Linked DNA regions of Mus musculus: region 2 is linked to region 1. A link is a contact called in public promoter capture Hi-C data. All regions are on one chromosome and are shown on one strand. Each heading gives the region's core, a stretch centred on a gene start, on an enhancer-like site or on the middle of the called end of the contact. The rest is flanking DNA. Distances are from core to core; before and after follow the strand shown.

Region 1 (5,553 bases), core at 1,280-3,779:
CTATCTATCCTCCCTCTGCAAATCTATAAAGTTAGTGTCTTCCCCACAGGAGTAGAGAGCTCAGAAGAGGAATAAAATACATCATATTAGGTAATGTAGTGGCAGTGTCCTAATTTGGTCAGTATGTTTAATATGCAATGCAGAAAGTTCCCATTGTAGTTATCATTGAATGTGTAAAGACAAGATGAAAGTTAGCAGTCACTACTCAGTTCTGGTCGTCTGGCAGCTCACAACAGTCTGTCTGTAACTCCAGATCCAGGCAATCTAACCCCCCACAACCCCACCCCCGCCGACTTCCACCAGCACTAGGCATGCATGGGGTGCACACACACACACACACACACACACACACACACACGTATACATATATATGCAGGCAAATATTTGTACACAGAAAATAAACCTTAAAAAGTAGCATGGTCAAGCATACCTGTAATCCTGGCACTTGGAAGATGAAGGCAGAAAGACAGAAGTTTGGGACTAGTGAGATGGCTCAGTGGGTAAGAGCACTGACTGCTCTTCCAAAGGTCCTGAGTTCAAATCCCAGCAACCACATGGTGGCTCATAACCACCCATAATGAAATCTGACACCCTCTTCTGGTGTGTCAGAAGACAGCCACAGTGTACTTATGTATAATAAGTAAATCTTTGGGCCGGAGTGAGCAGGGACTGGGCGAGTGGAGTTGACCGGAGCGAGCACGATTGACTGGAATGAGCAGATGTCCTAAATATTCAATTCCCAAAGTAGGTAGGCTCCTAATGTAGTAGGTTGAGAATTAGTGGTCTGTAATAAATGGCCCACTCACTCTATCTATTTTCAGTTTGTTTTTGGATTCACTAAAATCTTGTTTTATTTACTAGCATTTGTTTGTATACTAAATTTTTAAAACTTTTGCTTTTACATTTATTTGATTTGTATATGTATGTGTGTGGAGGTCAGAGGAAAATTTGTACATGGTGTAGCATTCCTTCCACCATGTAGTTTCTGGAGATGGAAAGAACCAGGTTGTCAGGCTTGGCAGAAAGTATCTTTGCCCATAGAGCCATCTCCCTGGCCCCATGACATAAATCTTTTGATCAGTCCCATGAACTTGTGTTTGTCTGAGTTCCTTACAAGTCTTCTCTGCGTTCCTACACCTCTCTGCATCAAGTCTTTGCTTTGGAGCTTTGCCATCTTGGCCTGATGTTCTGACTGGCATACTCTGGTGAACACTTCCTTTCCAGTGTGGGAGCCTCTGACTCAGTGTATGGCCGCACCTGCAGGTAGTCGGGGCTCGTTCTCATCTGTACTTAAGCTCACAGAGGTTCGTAAGGTTTGGGATGCCATGGTGTCAGTGTAGAAAGAGATTGTTAGAGTTCTGGTCAGTGTTGTTATATTAGTAAGTTCCTGAAAACATAAAGTAAAATTTTGCATCATGAACCATGTTTTCTGGTAATGTGTTTTTCACTTCTGTGTCATAGCTGATCCCAGTAGATAATATAAATTCATTTCCACTAGTTAGACTGACTGAGTCCAGACACCACTTCCTTATTTCTGTCGTGTATTTAGCTACTTCTGGTCTTCTTCAGAACACAATTGAGGAATTGTGTTGAGGCTCATCACAGTTAAACAATGGGCCTCTTAGAGAGTACAGTGTGTTTTGGCACACTTTTTGTTTTGCCTACTTGTTTGTTACTGAAAAGTATCAAAAAGTGAAAGGATTGGAGAGAGGCACTACTTACTTTTTTTTTTTTCATACAGCATTTTTGAGTAGTGGTAAAACAATATAGGCTATATTATCATTTTATTATGAAGTGTGTTTGACTTGGTTTGGGGACAGGATTTCATGTATCTTAGGCTGTGTTCAATTATTTTTTTTCTTAAAGATTTATTTATTTATTTATTCATTCATTCATTTTTATGAATATGAGTATACTGTACTATATATACAGTATGTATACAGACAGTATGCTGTCTTCAGACACACCAGAAGAAGCCATCAGATCCCTCTTCACAGATGGCTGTGAGCCACTGTGTGGTTGCTGGGACTTTTTGAAGAGCAATTGGTGCTCTTAACTGTTGAGCCAGCTCTCCAGCCCTGTGTTCAACTCTTCATGCATCCAAGAATGACTTTGAAGTTCTTGCCTCCAACCTCTCTGTGGTAGGATGCATGCGCCCCTTGTCTGGTTTTGTACAGTGCTAGGGACTGACTACCACTAAGCAGGCACTCTTTACCAACTAAGCCTCATCTCCAGTCCTGTGAGTTGTTTTTGTGTCTATTGTACCTGTCTAAAATATAAGGTTAAAGAATTTTATTGGGACCTTACCAGGCACTTTTTAGGCACTTAACACTGTCTGTAGGAGCAGTGCACAAAAAGCTGCGTTGTGGGAAAGAGACTAAGGCCATAAGTCAGCAGTGAGGGGCAAGTACAAGCTTTTCAAAGGTAACCCTGTTAGTGTGACCTGCTTTATCTGTGTCTAGTGAACGGCTGGGTGAGAAAAGGACTGCTACATTCAGGAGGGATAGGCTTCACTGGGGAGCAGAGCATGGTCAACATGAGTCAGTCGGCAGTCCTGTCTAAGGTATGCACAGTCCTTGCCCTTTGGGCTGAGTGAACTTGGGGGAGAAAAGTGACGTAAGTTATTGACTAATTGTCACAGTTATAATTCAGTTCCGGAAGTCATCCAGCACACTGGATTAGTATAGAGAAAAGCATGAGGAATGTTGGTTTTCTAACATATAATTTAATATCAGAATTTATGTAAGGTAGGGATCTTCTACTGCTATACTCCACGGTTTTTATAAGGCTTGGGGTCTGGTACTAGGATTAGATCTGTGTCATGTTTTAGGTAAGTCTCTTACTTCTTGATACTCGCCTGTGAAATGTGGCAGGTAATGTGTGTCAAAGTAATGCCCCAGAGCAAGTAGCGAGTGTGAAGGAAAGAAGAGCTGCGGGACTCAGAGGGAAGTAAGAATGTTCTCATCTCTCGGTTCTCAGGTTATAGCTGCTTTTCTCCAAGTCCTAGAATTTGAGCTAACTTGAAGAAATAAAGTTTATTTTAAATTTTGTGTGGATTTAGTTGGCCTCATTTTTATTGTAGATAAAAGTTTTCTCACAAAAGATCAAGATTCAATTACCATTCAATACCTTGTTTACTGAGGAGTTGTTTGATTTTCTAACATACGTACTTTTACATCAGAATTTATGTAAAGTAGGGATCTTCTACCACTGTCCTCCACAGTTTTTATAAGATGGATGAGAGCTCAGATGGTCAGGGTAGCTGTCTCCAAGCCTCATGACCTGAGTCTGATCCTCAGGACCCACACAGAAAGGAGCAAATTCACTGTTTCAAGTTGTTTGCTGACCTAACATACTCCTTCATGTGCATCCTGAATGGATGGATGGATGGATAGATGGATGGATGGATGGATGGATGATTTAAAAGCAAAAATAGGTCTGGAGAGATGGTTTGGTGGGTAAAACACGCCAAGCTAGTGTCAGGGCCTTAGTTTGGATCCCCAAAACCCATGTAAAGCCAGATATAGTAGTACATATTCCTGGTGTTCCTATAACAAGAAGAGAGAGATGGAAACAGGAGAATTCCTCAGAAACTCATGAGCCAGATAGCCTGGCATGCACAGCGGTAAATGAGACCCTGGCTCAAAACATGGAAAGCAAGGGCTTATCCATGAAGTTACCATTTGACCTCCAAATGTGTGCTTACACATTCTCAAGAAGATTAAATAACAAAGACAAGGGGACTAGATAGCTTCTTCCAGAGGACAAAGTTCAGTTATTGGCACCTACATTAGGTGACTCACAGCCTCTAGTAACTCCAACTCCAGTGGATCAGATGTCTTCTTTTGGCTACCTCGAGCAACCCCACACAGGCAAAACTCACACAAGCACACACACATAATTTTTTTAAATATAAAAGACAAAATATATATCTATACATGAATGCAAGTAGAGTTAAAATATCCACCAAGATAGCTATGAGAGAGATGTCACCTGTCTATCTGAGCAGAGCATTAAAAGGTGACAGGCAGTCTTGGCATTACAGCCACACTGCCTTATTAAAATGAACTCTAATGTCCAAAAACTGTTATTTTGTGTTTGTACCACAGTAAGAGCCAAGATTTTAAGCTCTACTCAAAACAAAACAAAACAAACAAAAAGACTTTTTATCTATTTATGTTCATTAAAAACTAATAGTGATATATTATTTTAAAATGTCATACACAAAAATTAATTGATTGTGCTGTTTGTTAATATATTTGGAGTTATTTAAAATTCATATTGAGAAAAATGTATGTATTTTCAGTTACTGTAGACAAACATCTACATAAGACTGTTCAACTGATTGTTGTTTTATATCAAACAACTTTTATAATACTCATTTTTATTGTTAAAATATTTTATAAATTTTAAAGAATATGGTAAAAAAAGGTATTGCAGGTTTTGAAGGGGGCTCTCTGGGAGGAGTTGGGGTACAAAAGGGAAAGAAGAATGTGATTTACTCAAAATATGTTTTTAAATGTTAACAAATTCAGATTTTAAAAAAAAGCATTCTCTTTGGACTACTTAATGGTATTTATTTATTTGTTCCCTTAGTTGACTGCCATTCTGACTACTGGTAAGCTGGAATCTCAGCCTAGCCTTGATTTGCATTTCCCTGATGGTGTCTTGAGACTGGGCATTCTTTATGTGTTTATTGATGTTTGTATTTCAGATTTGTTTTGTGCCCATGTGTTTGTGAATGCCACAGTACCAGAGGACAAAGTTGGAATTCAGTTCTCTTCCTGTCACCTTATAGGAGTCTATCAAAGTGTTTGTCAGGCCTGGATGTAAGCACCACTAGCTACTGAGCCACCCCCTCTGGTCCTTATTTTTTGACAACTGTTTGTTAATTTCATTAGCCCATTAATTGATTGTGCTGTTTGGTTTTGTTGTTGTTGTTGTTATTTGGGGTTTTTTTGTTTTTTGTTTTAGTTCTTTGTATATTCTGTCAGGTATGTCCAGCCTGCAGTTCATGGGCCACATGGATAGAAAGAGACCCAAAACAAAATATTAAACAGTTCAAATATTATGAGTTTTTGGTCTTTTTGTATGTGTGTGATTTAGTTTTTTAGTTTATAGATGATACTGTGTTGCAGTAGCAAAGGCTGAATACACTTTATTGAACCTCTATGATATATATATATCTGGGCAAGTTCCCCTCATTATCTGGGCTGCCTCTCACTTGGTTAACTGTTTCCTTTATTGTACAGAAGCTGTCATGTCATGATGCCCCATTTGTCCCTTGTTGACCTTATTTCCTGAGTGAGAGCTCACTCAGAACAGTGTTGAGTATTTGCCCTAGTTTTCCTTTAGCAGTTTCAGAATTTAAGGGCCCTGTTCAGAGCCTCTGTGCCTGTGCCTGTGTCTTAAATGTTTTCTCTCTAGCAGTTTCAGAATTTTGATCTTACATTAAGATCTTTGATCCATTTCAGGTTGATTTTGTGAGACACAAGGATCTAATTCTTCTCCATATGGACATCAGTTCGCCTAGCACGGATTGTTGAAGAAGCT
Region 2 (5,553 bases), core at 818-3,317, 470 kb before region 1:
AGCCGAGCACCGAAGCACATGCCTGTAGTTCTGGCACTCAGAGGGAGGTTATTTTGGTATATAGTAGGTTGGAGGCCAGTCTGTGCTACGTGAGACCACCCATTACAAAAGAAAATCCATGTACACAGAACTGTTAAGGTGGCTCAGTTGGTCTCTTGGGGTTTTATTGCTGTGAAAAGACACCAAGGCCAAGGCAACTCTTATAAAGAAAAACATTCAATTGGGGCTGGCATAGAGTGCAAAGGTTTAGTCCATTATTGTCTTGCTGGGTGACATGCAGCCTGCAGGCAGACACAGTGCAGACCTGCAGGCAGAAGAAGGGGACTGTGTGCCATACATTGCTTGAGAATAGGAGATCTCAAAGCTCACCTCCACCATGACACACTTTCTCTAACAAGGCCACACCTCCTAACAGTGCCACTCTCTATGGGCCAAGCATACAAACATGTGAATCTATGGAGGCCACACCTATTCAAACCATCACAGTTGGTAACATCCCTGCCGTGCAAGCAATGAGGCCCTAAAGTCAGCTCCCCAGCACCCACATAAAAACTGGGTCCAGTGGATCTGTGGCCCCAGAGCTTGGGGGGCAGGAGAGACAAGCCGATGTATGGGGTTGATTGACTGACTAATGAGTGAGTTCCAGGTTCAGTTAGAGACCCTATTTAAAGCAGTGAGGTGGAGTGGAGACAAGGATACCAGTTGACCTAGACCTCTGGCCTCCTCATGGACATGCATGCACACACAACTGCATGCACAGCTGGACACATCCATAGGATATGCACATACACACCCACACAAGAAATAACACTCATATAATAAAGAATATTAGAACAAACCCATTGCCTGCCCAAGAAACAGAAGACTGCGGCTGGTAATGTAGCACAGTGGTAGAGTATGGCTTAGCCCTGTGACTGAATCCCAGGCTAAAAAATACTTTAAAAATGAGAAAGACTAGGCCGGGCAGTGGTGGTGCACGCCTTTAATCCCAGCACTTGGGAGGCAGAGGCATGCAGATTTCTGAGTTCGAAACCAGCCTGGTCTACTAAGTGAGTTCCAGGACAGTCAGGGATACACAGAGAAACCCTGTCTCAGAAAAAAACAAATGAGAAAGACTATCAAGGCATGTTAAGGCCCCACCCATCCCCCACCCCCATCGATGCCCACAGGTAACCACTATTCCAAGTTTAACTTTTATCCCTTACACTTTTATCCCTTACACTTTCCTGGACTCATAGCTTTAGGCCTCCAGACATTTTATTAGTGCTGCCATATTTGTCTTTATTGTTACAGACTGAACTGTATCCCTTCAGACAGGTGGGTTAGGAGTTGTAACCATAACCAGGTACTTCAGAACGTGACTTTATTTGGAGATGGGGTCTCTGTGGAGGCTCATAAGTTGAAACAAGGTCATTGAATGGGCCCTAATCCAATATGACTGGAGTCCTTACCAAAGCAGGAAACGTGGACTTGGAGGGGCTTCTGAAGTCTACTGTGGGGCTGCCAGAAGCCACACCCTACCCCAGAGCCTTCCCAGGTGGCTCTGCTGGCCCTGTGGCCCGGGGCTGGGCTCCCAGTCTCCAAAACAGTTGGGTGAGCAGTCAGTGGGCAATGTACTGTTACAATGCGTCATCATACCTCATTCTGTACTGCTCTGCCCTTGAAACTGGCTTGCAAGTGAAGCTGAGGTGATTCATTTTCTGTGCCAGATCCCATTACGATACACCACGATGTCTCCATTTGTCCTTGAAAAGCTACATGGCTTGATTACAGAGGTTTTTAAATTATTCATATCTGTGTACTCCCGGCTAGTCTGCAGCCTCAGACAGGGTTGTTTAGGGGTTCTTTGTTCTCATGGGGAAAGGAGTTGTCCTGTCTCTTGTCCTGTTAATACCCCAGGAGCTCAAGTACCTCTGGGGTAAAGAGAGCAAACACAAGCCCTAAGTGGGTAGGAGCAGCCAAGCAATAACACTTGGCAGGATAATTCACTGGCTCTCCCTAGGGAGTGGGGCTGACAGCTGCGGCAGGCAGTGAGTGTCCTCTCTGCCCTGCATGCTCCTGAGTACTGGGTTAAACCCTCCTTTTATGTTTGCCTATCTGACGAGTGACATCCGAGTGTACTTTTGGTGTCTAATAAAGTCCTGACGTGTTTCCTGGCAACACCTGTTCTGTTTACACAAGACACCCACTCGCTCTTCCTCAACTTTACCCTATTCTTAGGCATTCTTTATATAAGCATTGCATGAGTGTCATGATTGTCCTTATACATGTCTTTTTGTTATATTTATGGTGTCCCTTTATGAACACAAGCTCCTCTTTCTTCTTAAATACTTTCCTGCGCCTCCTCCTCTGCAGTTAAAGGTTCACAGCCAAACTGACCAGAAGACACAGAGGGTCCTGAAACACCTTCTGGAGGAATCCTTCATGCTCCTTGAAGCACTCTCTGGCTAGGAGACAGAGCTTAGGCAAGCCTTGGCTGGGTGCCTGCTATCCTGGCCATAAGTCACTGGGAGAGGCTCAGGGCAGACCAAGCAGGCCAAAGGAGCTTGCAGAAAAGCTTAGAAGTAGCAGAAAGACCTGCTCAGGATCTTGATTGTAGAGGTGGCTTTATAGGTGTGTACACGAAACACCAAAATTGACTTTAAAATTAAAATCGAACAACTTTTTTTTACAATGTTATTTTTTCATTATTGTGTGTGTGCTCACACATGCATGTTGAGTATATATGTAGTGTACACATGTGTATAGTGGATGCTTACAGAGAGCAGAGGAGACTTTTCAATCTCTTCCCCATTCTTTTTGTTTTTTGAGACAGGATTTCTCAGTAGAACCTTGGCTGTCCTGGAACTCACTCTGTAGACCAGGCTGGCCTCAGACTCACAGAGATCTGCCTGCTTCTGCCTCCCAAGAGTTGGGAGTGTACCACCACCACCCGTCTTTTTTTTTTTTTTTAAATTGTGCATGTGCGCATGGCATGCCCTCTAAGGTGGTGGCACACTCCCATGTCACACATAGAAGTCAGAGTGTTAAGCATGAGGCTCACGAGAAAAGAACAAATCCATGGTTGTCCAGTTAAAGCTAGCTGTATTTTAGGGTACACCTGGGACTGGCCAGCTGGCTGTCTCACCCTAAATCAGGATTTGAGAGAGCAGCCTCTGCTGGCCTCTTGAAGTCCTTTTTATAGGACAGATAAGGTATCCACAGGGGTGAGAGAGTCAGCTGTTATCCACTGTAGAAAGAATCAAGGGAAGGGAAGGAACGGGGTAAGAACGGATCCTGTGAATACACAAAAGTTTAGTGTAAGCTGAAAAACTCGTTTTACGGTTTATATCAGACTAAGAAACAGGAACTTGCTTTTAACTACAAACAGAAACCTTAACTTGCAAGGACTTAACACAAGACAAATAAAATTTGTTCTTTAACTACAAACAGAAACCTTAACCTACACAGGGCAAATAGGAACTTATTCTTAACTATCTTAACTGCAAACAGAAACCTTAGCCTGCAAGGTGAATTGTTCCTGTCTGGGTCTCCCATGAACTTGCAGAGCATATTGTTCCCAACTCAGACTGGACAATATTTTTTTAATGTAATATTTTTTAATTTAAATTAAATGCTTAAAAATTTTAAATGTTAACTGTCTTTGTTATTATGATGTGCACACGTGTGTGTAGAGTTTCTGCATGAATGCGGTGGACATCTGTAGAGATCAAGGGTTAGAGTCAGGATGCCTTTTCAACCACTTCCCCATCTTATTTTTCTTTTGGGGGAAAAAAATAGTGTGCATGTGCATAATGTACACTATGAAGAGGGTAGCACACTCCACAGTCATGTAGAGGCCAGTAGGGTCGTTTCTCTCTTTCCACTATTGCATGGGTTCTGAGAAGTGAGCTCAAGTATCAGGGGTTTGTTTGTTTGTTTGTTTGTTTGTTTGTTTGTTTGTTTGAGATAGGGTTTCTCTGTGTAGTCCTGGCTGTCCCGGAACTCACTCTGTAGACCAGGCTGGCCTCGAACTTACAAAGGTGTACCTGCCTCTGCTTCTCAAGTGCTGGGATTAAAGGTGTGTGCCACCATATTCCTCTAAATTGCCAGATTTTCAAGGCAAATACCTTTACCTGTGAGCCATCTCACAGGTAAACTTGTTATTTAAGGTACTGTCTCTCACCGAACCTGGAGCTCACCCTTTTGGCTGGAATAGCTGGATGGGGAATCCTGATCCATTTGTCTCTGTCCTCCAGCAGTGGGGTCACAGGTGTGCCAATCAGGGCCTCAGACTCACACAGAAGGCGCTCGCCTACGGAGCCCTAGCCTCCTGTATACTTCCAATGCATATAGTTTAAGCAACAATAAAGCTCAGTAAGGTGGCTAAAATTTACAAAAGTAGCCGGGCAGTGGTGGTGCACACCGTTAATCCCAGCACTTGGGAAGCAGAGGCAGGTGGATCTCTGAGTTTGAGGCCAGCCTGGTCTACAGAGGACAGACAGGGCTACACAGAGAAACAAAACAGCAACAGTAAACAAAATAACAAGAAGAAGCAAGAGCAGGCAACAGTTGTCAGAAATGTTTATAGAAAGAAGACAGGCAGCCTCCAGAGTAGTGGCACATGTTTGCAATCCAGGTACTTGGCACTGACACAGGAGGGTCTTGACTTTGAGGTCAGCCTAGGCAACATTGTAAGATCCTGTCTCAATAAAGCTACAAGGAGGAGGGAAAGGGAAGAAGAAATGAGGGGGTTGAGGGAGTGTTCCTAAAATATTCACAGGATTCATCTCTGATCACAAGATTACGAAAGATTTTAATTTTCCTCTTTCGGTTTTTGATGCTCTAAAATTTTTTCAAAGTATATCTGGGCAATGAGGTATATTCTGTAGTCCCAGTTGCTCAGGAAGCTGAGGCAGGAGGATTATTTGAACCCAGGAGTTTGAAGCTAATTTTGGCAACATCATAAGACATTAGTTTAAAAAAAAATAACAACAGCGATAACAACAACCAAAACTAAGACATGTTCAGCTTCTGTAATAAGAAATACAAAAGCATTAATTTGAAAACAAAAGCAATTTAGTAAGTTCAGAGATTTTTGTGATCAGCAACAGCAGCCATTAAAAGGGCTTGCGTGTGGGTTGCTGTGTGTGACAGAGCTGTGATAATAAGACGCAGTCTTAGGCTTGATGGTCCTGCCTTAGCTCTGCTACCGGCTGCTACATGGCCTTAGATTGGTCAGGTTCTCGGTTAGTTTCTATAATTCAGAAGTCTCTTAGCAGTCCCACGGCACAGCAAAGGCTGGGGAGTTATATACAGCCACTTCACACATTGTCTTAGCTTCAAGGCACTAAAGCGAATACAAGGGGATTTTAGAAAAGCTTTGCTTAGGGTGTGTGTGTGTGTGTGTGTGTGTGTGTGCTTTTTAAATCAATAAAAAGAGAGTGGGATAATCTCTGAAATACAGTTCCTGGAACTGAACGTTTTTTTGAGGTTTCTCTTAATGGGTATCAGAAGTCGCCTCTCACCCACAGCCAACCACAAGCGCAGCTGCTGTGCCTTGCCGGTGCCCTG

The links. Promoter capture Hi-C pulls out the DNA fragments that hold promoters and counts their contacts.
Region 2: a promoter capture Hi-C map of liver shows a contact between it and region 1, with 1.9 times the contacts expected there. The contact joins two enhancer-like sites. A contact is called at or near these places in 1 of 39 promoter capture datasets (liver), 1 of 15 datasets of contacts at CTCF or cohesin (the NIH/3T3 cell line), 1 of 115 datasets of contacts at active chromatin or transcription factors (embryonic stem cells) and 1 of 9 other capture datasets (adipose tissue).

What each region holds. Positions count from the first base shown.
Region 1 is chr16:32,055,992-32,061,544 of GRCm38.p6, reverse strand. The region is part of intron 1 of Pak2 (p21 (RAC1) activated kinase 2); the gene reads left to right. Among named protein-coding and RNA genes, the nearest start is that of Gm26419, 7.1 kb to the left of the region's middle. Within about 2 kb of position 2,529, at least 109 of the 459 cell types and tissues checked have an H3K27ac peak or open chromatin away from gene starts, as enhancers often do. A contact at or near this core is called in adipose tissue and liver, where this site is marked.
Region 2 is chr16:32,520,580-32,526,132 of GRCm38.p6, reverse strand. No RefSeq gene overlaps it. Among named protein-coding and RNA genes, the nearest start is that of Zdhhc19, 27 kb to the right of the region's middle. Within about 2 kb of position 2,067, at least 115 of the 459 cell types and tissues checked have an H3K27ac peak or open chromatin away from gene starts, as enhancers often do. A contact at or near this core is called in adipose tissue and liver, where this site is marked.